Linked DNA regions of Mus musculus: region 2 is linked to region 1. A link is a contact called in public Micro-C data. All regions are on one chromosome and are shown on one strand. The core of a region is the stretch at or near the end of the contact, and the rest is flanking DNA. Distances in the headings are between cores, read along the strand shown. Region 1 has its middle 80 kb from the start of Sp8. Region 2 holds the start of Sp8 (trans-acting transcription factor 8).

Region 1 (5,692 bases), core at 1,133-3,632:
CCTTTGGAAGGACAGTCATTACTCTTAACTGCTAAGCCAACCTTCCAGTTCCTGGCTGACCTATTTTAATAAAACATTTATTCTCACTTTTCAGTCATCGAATATTTGTTTGTATAGTACTGTCTGTGCCAGTGGAAGCTCAGGACCAATACTCTAAGAATGGGTCACAGATAACAAAATTTCTACATGATCAAGTTTCTTCTAAAGTAGTGACTTCAAAACCTGTATGTATGAGCAAAGCTAAGGGGACTCAGCAGGTTTTATACACATGTCTGTACATATATACATATGTATATACATATAGCAATAATAATTAAAAATGAGATTACGAATTTGGGAAAGACACAAGAGGAGCTGGAAGGAAAAGAGGAACAGGAAAGATATAATGAAGTGCTCATTAATTTATATGAGCTAGTTGAGAACAATTCTAGCTATAAGGCCTACACATTCATAAATTAAGTCTTTATGTCAGTATTGGGAGCTGACGGATTGAGATAGTCCAGCAATAAACACACACATGCTTTTATTTTATTTTATTTTATTTTATTTTATTTTATGTGAATCAGTATCTTGCCTGCAAGTATGTCTTTATAATACACGCATACCTGATGTCTGTGGAGCCTGGAAGAGGGTATTGGATCCCCAAGAACTGGAATTACAGATGGTCATGAACTTCCATGCTAGTACTAGAAACTGAACCTGGAGACTCTGTGAGGTAACCATGTCTGGCTGGTGAATTGAAAACACCTCAGAAAGTTCTAGAATATGCAAACAGCACATGTTTATTTGTTTAAAAGTAATTCCAGAATTATCTGTTCATCAATCCCCCCACTGAAATAATCCTAGCACCACACACATCTTGATGTGAAAAGAATGCTAACAGGGCTGGTTCCTTAGTGAATAATATTCCTTTTCCCTCCCCTAACATGGCATGACTGTGGCAGCTATTCATTTCCTTTAAACTGTGTTTCAGTTTGGGAAGGACCCTGACACAGTGGCATGGTTCTACGTGAGGGACAAATTTAAATCTTGTTACCCCTTTCTCACAGAAGACTCTCTGCAGAGTGTTTGACAACGTGCCCTGAGAAACTACTTTAAAAATGAAAGAATACTTATTGAGTCGTCAGCACAGTAACAAAAGCTCCTCCAAAGTGAGGAGGGAACTATCTCTTAAATTCCACACTGTGTTCCCATGACTCATGAGTCTGGAGCAGAGACCATCAAGACCTTAAGAACCACTTTTTGAACATTTCCCTACGGCTGCCCAGTACATTAATAGCCAAGACACTTCTGGGATGCTGTCAAATGAGAATTTAAGGTGGAAAAAACTCTATTTGTCTTACTGGAAAAATGATTTTAGAAGACAAGTTTTTAGCTCCATTTATTGACTTTTTGGACTCTCTTCTGTGCCTAGTCTTGCAATCTTCTGCTCTTTCTTCCAACCTTCTGACCACTGTATTTTTATATGATTATTATTTCTCTGGAAATGGAAAATATGTTATTGAGAAGCATTTTGGTTAGCTACCACTTGGTGAAAAGATATTCAGTCTTGCTGTTGGAACTTTAGAGTGCATCAATGTTAGGAGAAATATTGATTAATATGGGCATATTTTAAAACTGCTTAAGGTTCACCAATCAATTCTTGAACTTTCTTTTTGTTGCAGCAAGATTTAAGGAGTTTTATTACTACTTCTTATCCTTCCTCTACTTCCCTCACCTCACCCCCAAAGCATAGGAAACCAGGTTCTTAAAATTCTAGGTGAAAGATTTACCAATAGCCTATCTCTCTAACATATTCCTTTTATTTTGTTTATTTTTTGCTTGGGAAAAATTTTGCAAATTTTAAGACTCATTTTAATCTGAAACGCTGACTTCCACAATGCAAATAATTAGGCAAAGTGGGTATGTGTATATATCTGTTGCAAGCATTTCACAGATATTTCTCCCTTGGTTTCATAAGAGTTGGGTCTTCATTGTGGATGGAATCTCTGTGAATCCTAATCACTGGTATTATTCTATAGGTGACCTTCATCAGGTGACTTGAGACTCAAAGCAAATAGCCTTAGTTGCTACCATGAAAATTATGCTATACAAAATACATTTAGATAAACACAATGGGCAAGGTGGTAAAACAAACAAACAACAACAACAACAAAAACCAGTAACACCATGGAATTGGCCTTTTACATTTAAACACTGTTCCAATTAGATAAATCATATATAATATTAAAATATGTGTCATTTACCATTAAGTTACTTGTATCATTCTAAGTATCAGCCTTTCCAAACCCTGAAAGATCCGGAAGTCAACAATGCAGCTGGACTGTCTCACCAGAGAATGAGAACAAAAGGTGCTTCCTTTGTTTCTCCACCCTTTTCTGCATGACAAAACTTCAGGACAGTGTGGATGGAAAGATTTCTCTTGTCAGTCTGTCTGGGCTGACTCAGTGGCCCCAAACAGGTAGCCAGATTGGCCTGGGAGGTCTAAGGAAACATCCATCTCTCAGCTATCTGGTGGAGTTGTCAACTCAGAAACTCAGCATGCCCTTTTCATCTTTCAGGAAGTAAAAGTTTTTCAGGATGAACACTGAGACCTTCTGGGAAACAAAGTCCTTTCTATGTCACACAATACCATGTCGGGCAAATTCTGTGGCTTTAATAACTCACAAGTTAAGGCCAGAGTCAAGGTCCACAAGAAGGGATTCCTCTTCTGTATGGAAAGTGATAATGAGATCATATTGAATGGATGCCTAGAACTGGAGGGATTTGTGGCCAGTAATCAAGGTACATCTTTGATTGCAAATGCTAACTACTTAGTGCCTAGAAGAGCTAGGCATCTCATCCCAGCGTGTGAAATAGCAAGTGTCCACTGTAAATGTATAGCAGAGATTTGAAAGACACTGCAAACAGTGTAACTATAGTTATCTTTTCCAAACCAAACTAGAAACTTGACCTGATTCCTATCATGCTTTACAATTCCATCCTATACTTCCTGTAGTATGATAGCGGTCTTAGCATTTCCTGAGAAAATCCAGCAGTTCAAATTCCATCAAGAGCTCTCCAAGGGTTTATTAGGTCACCATTTCTAAATGGAACAGGATTTCAAACACCCTTTTCAGTAACAATTATATGGCAACCACTATGTTACAGGCCTAAAAGCAAAAGAAACTTATATGTTACATATATATGATGAGATGGTGGAGTTAGGCTCTGATACACAAGTCTGAAATGATGCAATTAGAGAACACCAGAAAGACTGCTTCCTTCTTTGTTAGCATCTTTCTCCAACATTTTTCAAATGTCAGATCATTTACTAAAGAAACTACAAGTAAATACATTACAATATAAACAGAGAAGGTTGGGCAGAGATCTGTTTTATGCTATTTAAATTCTACTGACAGCATCTACATTTTATAGCTTAGTAATCCTTCAGTAGCTATGCCTTGATGTATGTAAAAATAGATAAATAACAAAATTAATAGCATTTATTTTGTCTCATTCAAAGATCCCCATTATTTGTGCTATAAATAACAGTGGCCATTAATACTTGTCTATGAACTGTAAGTACTTTTTAATTGTATCTCATTATAGCAAACACTACAGAGCACAGCTTTCTGTCCCTTTCCTTCTACGTAAAGAATCTATAGATTATAAAGAGGTGTGTCTCACATACGCATAGTCTTTGTGCCCAAAAGCAGAAGATTTTTTCCCATTTTAATGTTTCCCTTGGACAATGATCATTTTGTGTGAGAGCAGCGTTTTATCTTTTAATTTATTTTAACTGCTTGAAATGGACCAGCTGCAGAGTGGGAAGTGTGTTGACATTTATCTGAAGTCTTATCTTTATTAAATCACTTGTATTATTATCCTATATAAACAACTTAATAAACACAGTAAATACTTATCTAACTGGAGTCAGTAAGTCTATTGAGCCAGCCAATTTACTCTTAATTTTCTGAATTAAAAAAAAAAAAGATAAAACCTGCTGTATCAGTTGAGTCACTGGGGAAATTAAGTCTTCAGTTATCAAATCTGCTGCCAAATCCAAAGTCTCCCCATGAGAACTTGGAGAGCTTTTGACTCTTTCTTTTCTATAGACACAGATGGAACCACATACTGACCTTTATGCACAGTCTACTTCAAAAGTACTGACATGAACAGGAAGGTTTTCTTGTCCTCCATACATTCCCCCAGCTCCAGTAACTTTCAGCTGTCCTCCAGTCAAAAGAGTAGCACCAAAAGTCAGTATTTATTCATATTTGTATTATTATTTATTAGTATTCATACCCTTACTCATTATAGAAGAGCAAAGAAATGATTCTTCCAAATTGAAAGTCACAGAACATTTAGAGGATTCTTCATGGTCTGAAGCCATGTGCTCCATTATGGTAGCCACTAGCCACATAATTTAAATAAAAGTTTAAGCTGCTTTTTTAGTCGAATTAATAATTCTCCAGGCACCCAGTAATTATATGAGATAAACATGCCTACACTCACAGAAGTCTATGGAACAGCATGTATCTAAATAAAACAGAAATGACCTGGGTACTCCAACCTGAACACCTCTATTTCATTTTTTCTGTTCTACCTATATGATTTTGTGCTCATTAATTCACCCAGACAAACATATACTGAACCCTCCTTTCCTTCTCTCCTTCCCTAGCAGGAACTACTGTCATAAAAACTACTCTGTTCTCAGATGAAGCATGTCTTTCCTAAGTTAGAACGCATGTACCCAAGAGTATAGTAGCATTTAACATTTTTTTGTTCTGATGACAAACTCATTAAATTTCTTCACTGATCATTCAGTTTAGACGCAGAAGCCCATGGCCACTGTAAGTAGATCTTAGACCATTATGTATTCCATTGCACACTGTGCAAGCACATTTAATTTTATATGTATTTCCTTAAAAGATTTCCATTCTCAAAAGCAGCTAAGAATCTGCATCAGATTTTTCACTTTTTTGCTTGAATTCGGATCCTTCTGTGAGATTCTTCAGAGCCAAACCTTCCTCCCAAATAAAAGCTCAGGAAGTCAGAGGATGTTAAAAGCGCAAAGGTTTCTAAGCCACTTGTTTACTTAGAAGATAGCGAACAACTGTAAAGATTAAAGGTGCAATGATGAAACCTTTCAGTGACAAGGACTGGTGCATTTAACATGTCATAGGGTTTAAAAAAAAAAAAAAATATATATATATATATATATATGTATGTATGTATATATTTTAAAGATGTATGCACTTGTGTCTATCTAAGCATATGTCACATGTGTGCAGGTACCTTCAGAGGCCAGAAGGGGGTATGAGATGACTTGGAGCAGGGGTTACTGGCAGTTGTGAGCCACCTAAAATGAGTGCTGGGAATTGAGGTCCTCTGGAATCCCAGACAGTTCTTTTACCTGCCAAGCATGCTCCCGTATGGCCAGTTTTTAAGTAATGGCCTTGAACATTGATCCTTCTTCTCCCACACCTCATGAGAGCTGGGATTGTATGTGTGCACACATAGGTCTCTGGACCAGCTTTATTGAGACTTTCACATGAGAAAGAAATGAAATGCAGTCTTCTCTCTCTGAAGCTTCTCAACAATGAGATGTACCTTTGAATGTGTTAAATAAGTATGACTTGAACTCGAACTTCTAGGTCTCCAGAACTGTAAGTAATATGTTTATTTTCAAGCTACTTAGCCTATGGCA
Region 2 (5,391 bases), core at 95-2,594, 81 kb after region 1:
AAGGACTAGATTTTCTCCTTTCATACTGGTACTGGCCTTTTTGTGGCTTAAGAATTTCTGTTGTGGTGACCACAGAATTGTAATGACATTTCTGAAGGCAACTAATAATAAAAATAGCAAGTAAGTGACTAAAACGCAGAGAATTTGAAGTAAATGCGCATGATGACTCGAACGCACTGGTAGATGGCTTGCTCAAACCATAGATGCTCCTATAAATGCAGCCCGAAAAGCTCACCTCCATTCTTACATAAATAGTACCAACAGATTTCAGTCATTCTGATTTTTCTGTCAGAAAGGCACAGTGGGGTTACCTGAGAAAACTTATAAACTGGGTAAAATGCTCCTCAATTTCTCATCCAATGGGAGAAAAACACACCCCCTCTTACTCCTCTTTCCATCTAATCCTTTTGTAATTTTACTGCATGCCAAGGGGCAAACACACCTCCTCCAGGACGTGCACTTCCAAAGCTTGAATCCCACCTCTGGTAGAGGGTAAGGGCGGCCAGATCTAAGTAAGGACTCAAAGGCGCAGGCGCACACTTGCACCATATCACTACCCCCTTTCCAATCTTTCTATTTGACCGAAACATCAGGAAATGGAAGGTAAGTATCAAGATTTTCTTCAAAACTATACTGAAAGAGTCCAGGAAGCTGGGGGGGGGGGGTCACTCCTTTTTTTATGTTCAAAGGGCAGAGGAAGTTAGTAACTTGAAGATAGGACTTGGGGCGTTTATTTACTGGCCTCACTCAACTTCGCAGTTTCTCTATCCAGACCGCCAATCTCTTAGGCACGTACACTTTATTGTATTGTTTCGGTTCCCTACCCCTAGCTTTGGTGCTCGCGCGCACGCACACGTCGGTCTTCCCTCTCGATCGCGCGCACCCACTCTCCACCTACACCAAACGGGTGCACGCCTCTCCACACCCGGGATTGAACGTACTGTCGCTCCTGACTCCCTACGGTAGAAGGACTCAGTTACCTTACACACTTTCCAGCTCTGTCCCTGACCCCTTTTGTCACACACGTAGTTACTCGGCCCGCTCTCGGTGGTTGTACGACCACTCTCTGCCCTTGCTAGGTCACGGTTTTTGCGACCCTGCCCAGTTACCCCTCCGCTTTCTACACTGCTCTCTCCGAGGTGGGTCACACTCGCGATCATTTTTCACGCGCGCGCACACGCACACTCTGCGACACTCGCACCCCCACACTCCCGCCGGCGCCGATGACCTCACGGCGCGCGCGCCGCGCGGCCCGGCGAGGCCACAGATTGGCTGGCCGCGCCTCCGCGGCACTTCAAAGCCGGAGAGGGAGCTACAATTGTGGCGGAATGGGCGGAACTGATCATTGTATTGCACACCTCTAAAAAAAACACTGCCTCTGATTTATCAATATAAAAAAGATCCTCTGAGAGGAGGAGGGCGCTTCTGTGTGATGGCAACTTCACTTCTAGGGGTGAGTCTCAGGATCTTCTCTTGCTGGTTTAATTAGTTTCCTTTTATTGCCTATCGGAGGGGGTTAAAGTCGCCCCGGCCAGGCCACGGGCTATCAGTCTCTCTATTGAGAGCCACCACCACCCCCCTAAATACAAGTGAGTTTAGAAAAAAGAAAGGGGGGGGGGAGGAGGCAGAGCCACTTTTTTTTTTTTCAGCACAGGAAAGGTTCGTAGGGCATTGAGACCCGCCACCTCGCAGAGCCTGGCCGCTCCCTGCTCGGGAGAACTGAGCATAGCCCCTAATACACTCGACGATTTCGAAGGGGAACGCGAGTAAGTTTTTCCCTCCTGGGCATACTGCAGATTCTCCCCCTTCCCCTTAATATTTTTCCTCAGCCCGGTTTGTATTGCAGGTACGTTGAGCTCGTCTTATTTCTACCATTATAGAGAGATATATATTGAGAGAGAGAGATGAAGGGGGTGGAGAGAGAGAGAGAGAGAGAGAGAGAGAGAGAGAGAGAGAGAGAGAGAAGAAAAAAATGGAAGAGCGAGTAATGGAAGAGCCGGGGAGAAGCAACTAAGGATGGGTTGAGGGGGATCTGAAAAGAGTTTTCAAAGCTCTCTTGGGATTGCAGTGTAGTGATCTTAAACGCAATCCAGAAATTTCCCCAGGTTGTAAGGTAAAAAGGAAACTTCTCCCTCCCTAGTCTGGATTTGGACTTTCTGTTCGTTTGATCGAAAGCGTCTAGGGCTTTGTGAACACAAGAGTGCCGTCTTAGTTGAGAATTCTTGTTAAACTCTTCTTTAGCGTGGCGCTTTGCTCCAGAATCAGACGCTCGCCGCCAAACTTGTCCCCTCCTGTAGAGTAGGAGGCAGCCGGGCGCCGGGGCAGCTGGGGGTGCAGGGTAAGTTGGTGGCAGTGTGCAGCAGCTAGAGATGGGGAGCAGTGGGGCGTCTGGAGGCTACCAGGGGACTAATACACATTTCTTTCCTCCCTCCCCCACCGGCCCTTTGCCCACTACCCCTCCCCCACCCTTCTTCTCTGCTCCGGTCTCAGGAAGAACCGAGGTTGGGATCCACTCCTCTGGCCATGCTTGCTGCTACCTGTAATAAGATCGGCAGCCCCAGCCCGTCTCCCTCCTCCCTGTCGGACAGCTCTTCTTCCTTCGGTAAAGGCTTCCACCCTTGGAAACGCTCCTCGTCTTCCTCCTCCGGCAGCTGCAACGTAGTGGGTTCCAGTCTCTCTAGCTTCGGTGTGTCGGGGGCCTCCCGGAACGGCGGCTCCTCCTCAGCCGCAGCGGCGGCAGCGGCGGCAGCAGCGGCGGCCGCAGCCCTGGTGTCCGACTCTTTTAGCTGCGGAGGCTCGCCCGGCTCCAGCGCCTTCTCTCTCACCTCCAGCAGCGCCGCCGCAGCGGCAGCAGCTGCGGCGGCTGCCGCTTCCAGCTCGCCCTTTGCCAACGACTACTCTGTGTTCCAGGCTCCGGGCGTCTCGGGGGGCAGCGGCGGCGGCGGCGGGGGAGGCGGCGGCGGTTCCGGAGCGCACTCGCAGGATAGCTCCCATCAGCCAGTGTTTATCTCCAAGGTGCACACGTCGGTGGACGGACTGCAGGGTATCTACCCGCGCGTGGGAATGGCGCACCCGTATGAGTCCTGGTTCAAGCCTTCGCACCCGGGCCTTGGCGCCGCGGCCGACGTGGGCTCCGCGGGCGCCTCCAGCTGGTGGGATGTGGGCGCGGGCTGGATCGACGTGCAGAACCCCAATGGGGCGGCAGCGCTGCCCGGCTCGCTGCACCCGGCGGCCGGGGGCCTTCAGACGTCGCTGCATTCACCGCTGGGAGGCTACAACTCGGATTATTCCGGCCTGAGCCACTCCGCATTCAGTAGCGGTGCCTCGTCGCACCTGCTCAGCCCTGCAGGACAGCACCTCATGGACGGTTTCAAGCCGGTATTGCCCGGCTCTTACCCCGATTCCGCCCCGTCGCCGCTGGCCGGCGCGGGCAGCTCCATGCTGAGCGCGGGGCCCGCGGCGCAGTTAGGGGGGTCCCCACGCTCGTCCGCTCGCCGCTACTCCGGCCGCGCCACTTGCGACTGCCCCAACTGCCAGGAGGCTGAGCGGCTGGGCCCAGCGGGAGCGAGCCTGCGTCGCAAAGGGCTGCATAGCTGCCACATCCCGGGCTGCGGCAAGGTGTACGGCAAGACGTCGCACCTGAAGGCGCACCTGCGTTGGCACACCGGCGAGCGGCCGTTCGTGTGCAATTGGCTGTTCTGCGGTAAGCGCTTTACGCGCTCCGACGAGCTGCAGCGGCACCTGCGGACCCACACGGGCGAGAAGCGCTTCGCCTGCCCGGTGTGCAACAAACGCTTCATGCGCAGCGACCACCTGAGCAAGCACGTGAAGACACACAGTGGTGGCGGCGGCTCGGCGGGCTCCGGCGGCGGCAAGAAAGGCAGCGACACCGACAGCGAGCACAGCGCGGCGGGAAGCCCTCCTTGCCACTCCCCTGAGCTGTTGCAGCCTCCAGAGCCGGGCCACCGCAACGGCCTGGAGTGACTGTCGCGATGCCTCCCACCTGAATCCCGTCGGGCTTGTGTACCTAGACTGGGCTCCAGTCTAGGCTAGCTGTGCGTTCTTTCCCCCAACTTCTCATTCTCTCTCTCACCGGTTTTCTGCTCTTAACTTTTAGGATGTGGACAGTAAGTAGCACACATCGGTGGCTGAATCCTTGGCTCCCTTCTGCACAGTGACAGCCATGCGGGGCGCAGTGGAAACCCGCTCCTCCAGCACTGGGCTGGCGGAACTTTGAAGAGGCTGTGGCCTCTGGGGTTAGGACGGGATGAATGGGTTGTCTGGTAGAACAGTGGCTTTTGTGGCCTTGGAAAGAACAGTGTTCAACCCGCTTGAGCCGCAGCTGTAGGGAGAGGGATGTAGGAGTCCTGCCAAGGAATCCCCTCCTGGACCCCCGAGTGCTCCCCTTGGACTGTCCTGTGCTGAGCATTACACTCGTGGGAGGACTGCTGCAACCCAGACCGGGTTAGCAGAGTTTAGATCTCCCCATTCAGCTCTGGCTAGGTCTTTGTGCCCTGCGGGTGAACCGATGAGAGTTCTGCGAACGGGAATCAATGCCTCCCCCTCCTTTCTTCTTTGTAACTTTTTATTTTTTAACTGAAAAACTGAGAGGAAAAAAATAAACAAGCAATCTTCCTCTTAGCTTCTCGTTTAGATAGTTTTCCTCTGCTTGCGAGCACGTTTCTCTCCAAACTGCAAATATTGATCCCAAAGTTATTTTGGTCGCCGTAATTTATGGGGTGGGGGCGGGAGTGAGGGTAGGTGTCTTTTCTTATGCAAAAATACCCCCTTTCCGGTGAGACCAGATTAAGTATCTTCGTGTTTGTCTTTTTCTACCTCGGTTTTTTCACCATCCCCAAGCATATTCTTCCAACTTCCCACATCACCACCACTTTTGGGTTAGTCTAGGAATCAATTTATCTACTGATTTCTGTAAATTATTGCAAGTCATTGATTAATTTTAGGGTTAAACTTTTTCTTTGTGATTTAAACTTAAGTGAAGAAGCTATCGTTTATTTCAGATGAGGCTGTAGTTTAAATGCCAAAAGAGGGAAACGGGGAAACAATTTTTAAAAATTCTTTGTAAAATATATCTGAACCTAATGGTTTGTACAACTGGAAAATCGTTCTAGATTAGTTTCCCATTAAACTTGACTCCGCCGCTGTGAGGTGTGAGACGATTTTGTATAGTATTTTTCTTGTACATTACTTCCGGTAAATATTTGAAAATATATTGAAGTAAACTTGATTTTTTTTCTTTTTCGTCAGAAGGAATTATTAAGAGTTATTGCTGAGGTTCTAATGAGCTGCAGGTGTTTTTTTTTTTTTTTTTTTTTTCCTTTTTCTTTTTTCCTTGAACTCAATTCTGGAGGTGCAGAGCCACACACGCAC

Evidence for each region. A called contact is a pair of places that touch in the nucleus more often than the background predicts.
Region 2: a contact with region 1 is called in a Micro-C map of embryonic stem cells, with 2.2 times the contacts expected there. The contact joins the promoter of Sp8 here to the enhancer-like site in region 1. A contact is called at or near these places in 1 of 39 promoter capture datasets (macrophages), 10 of 484 Hi-C or Micro-C datasets (8-cell embryo, the HL-1 cell line, embryonic fibroblasts and 3 more), 3 of 115 datasets of contacts at active chromatin or transcription factors (all in embryonic stem cells) and 2 of 9 other capture datasets (embryonic stem cells and pancreatic islet).

Annotation. Positions count from the first base shown.
Region 1 is chr12:118,764,264-118,769,955 of GRCm38.p6, forward strand. No RefSeq gene overlaps it. Among named protein-coding and RNA genes, the nearest start is that of Sp8, 80 kb to the right of the region's middle. Within about 2 kb of position 2,383, at least 2 of the 459 cell types and tissues checked have an H3K27ac peak or open chromatin away from gene starts, as enhancers often do. A contact at or near this core is called in embryonic stem cells, where this site is marked.
Region 2 is chr12:118,845,889-118,851,279 of GRCm38.p6, forward strand. Sp8 (trans-acting transcription factor 8) reads left to right here and starts at 1,345. Exons shown (of 2, transcript NM_001379379.1): 1 at 1,345-1,453; 2 at 2,491-5,391. The coding sequence starts at 1,433. The coding sequence ends at 3,984.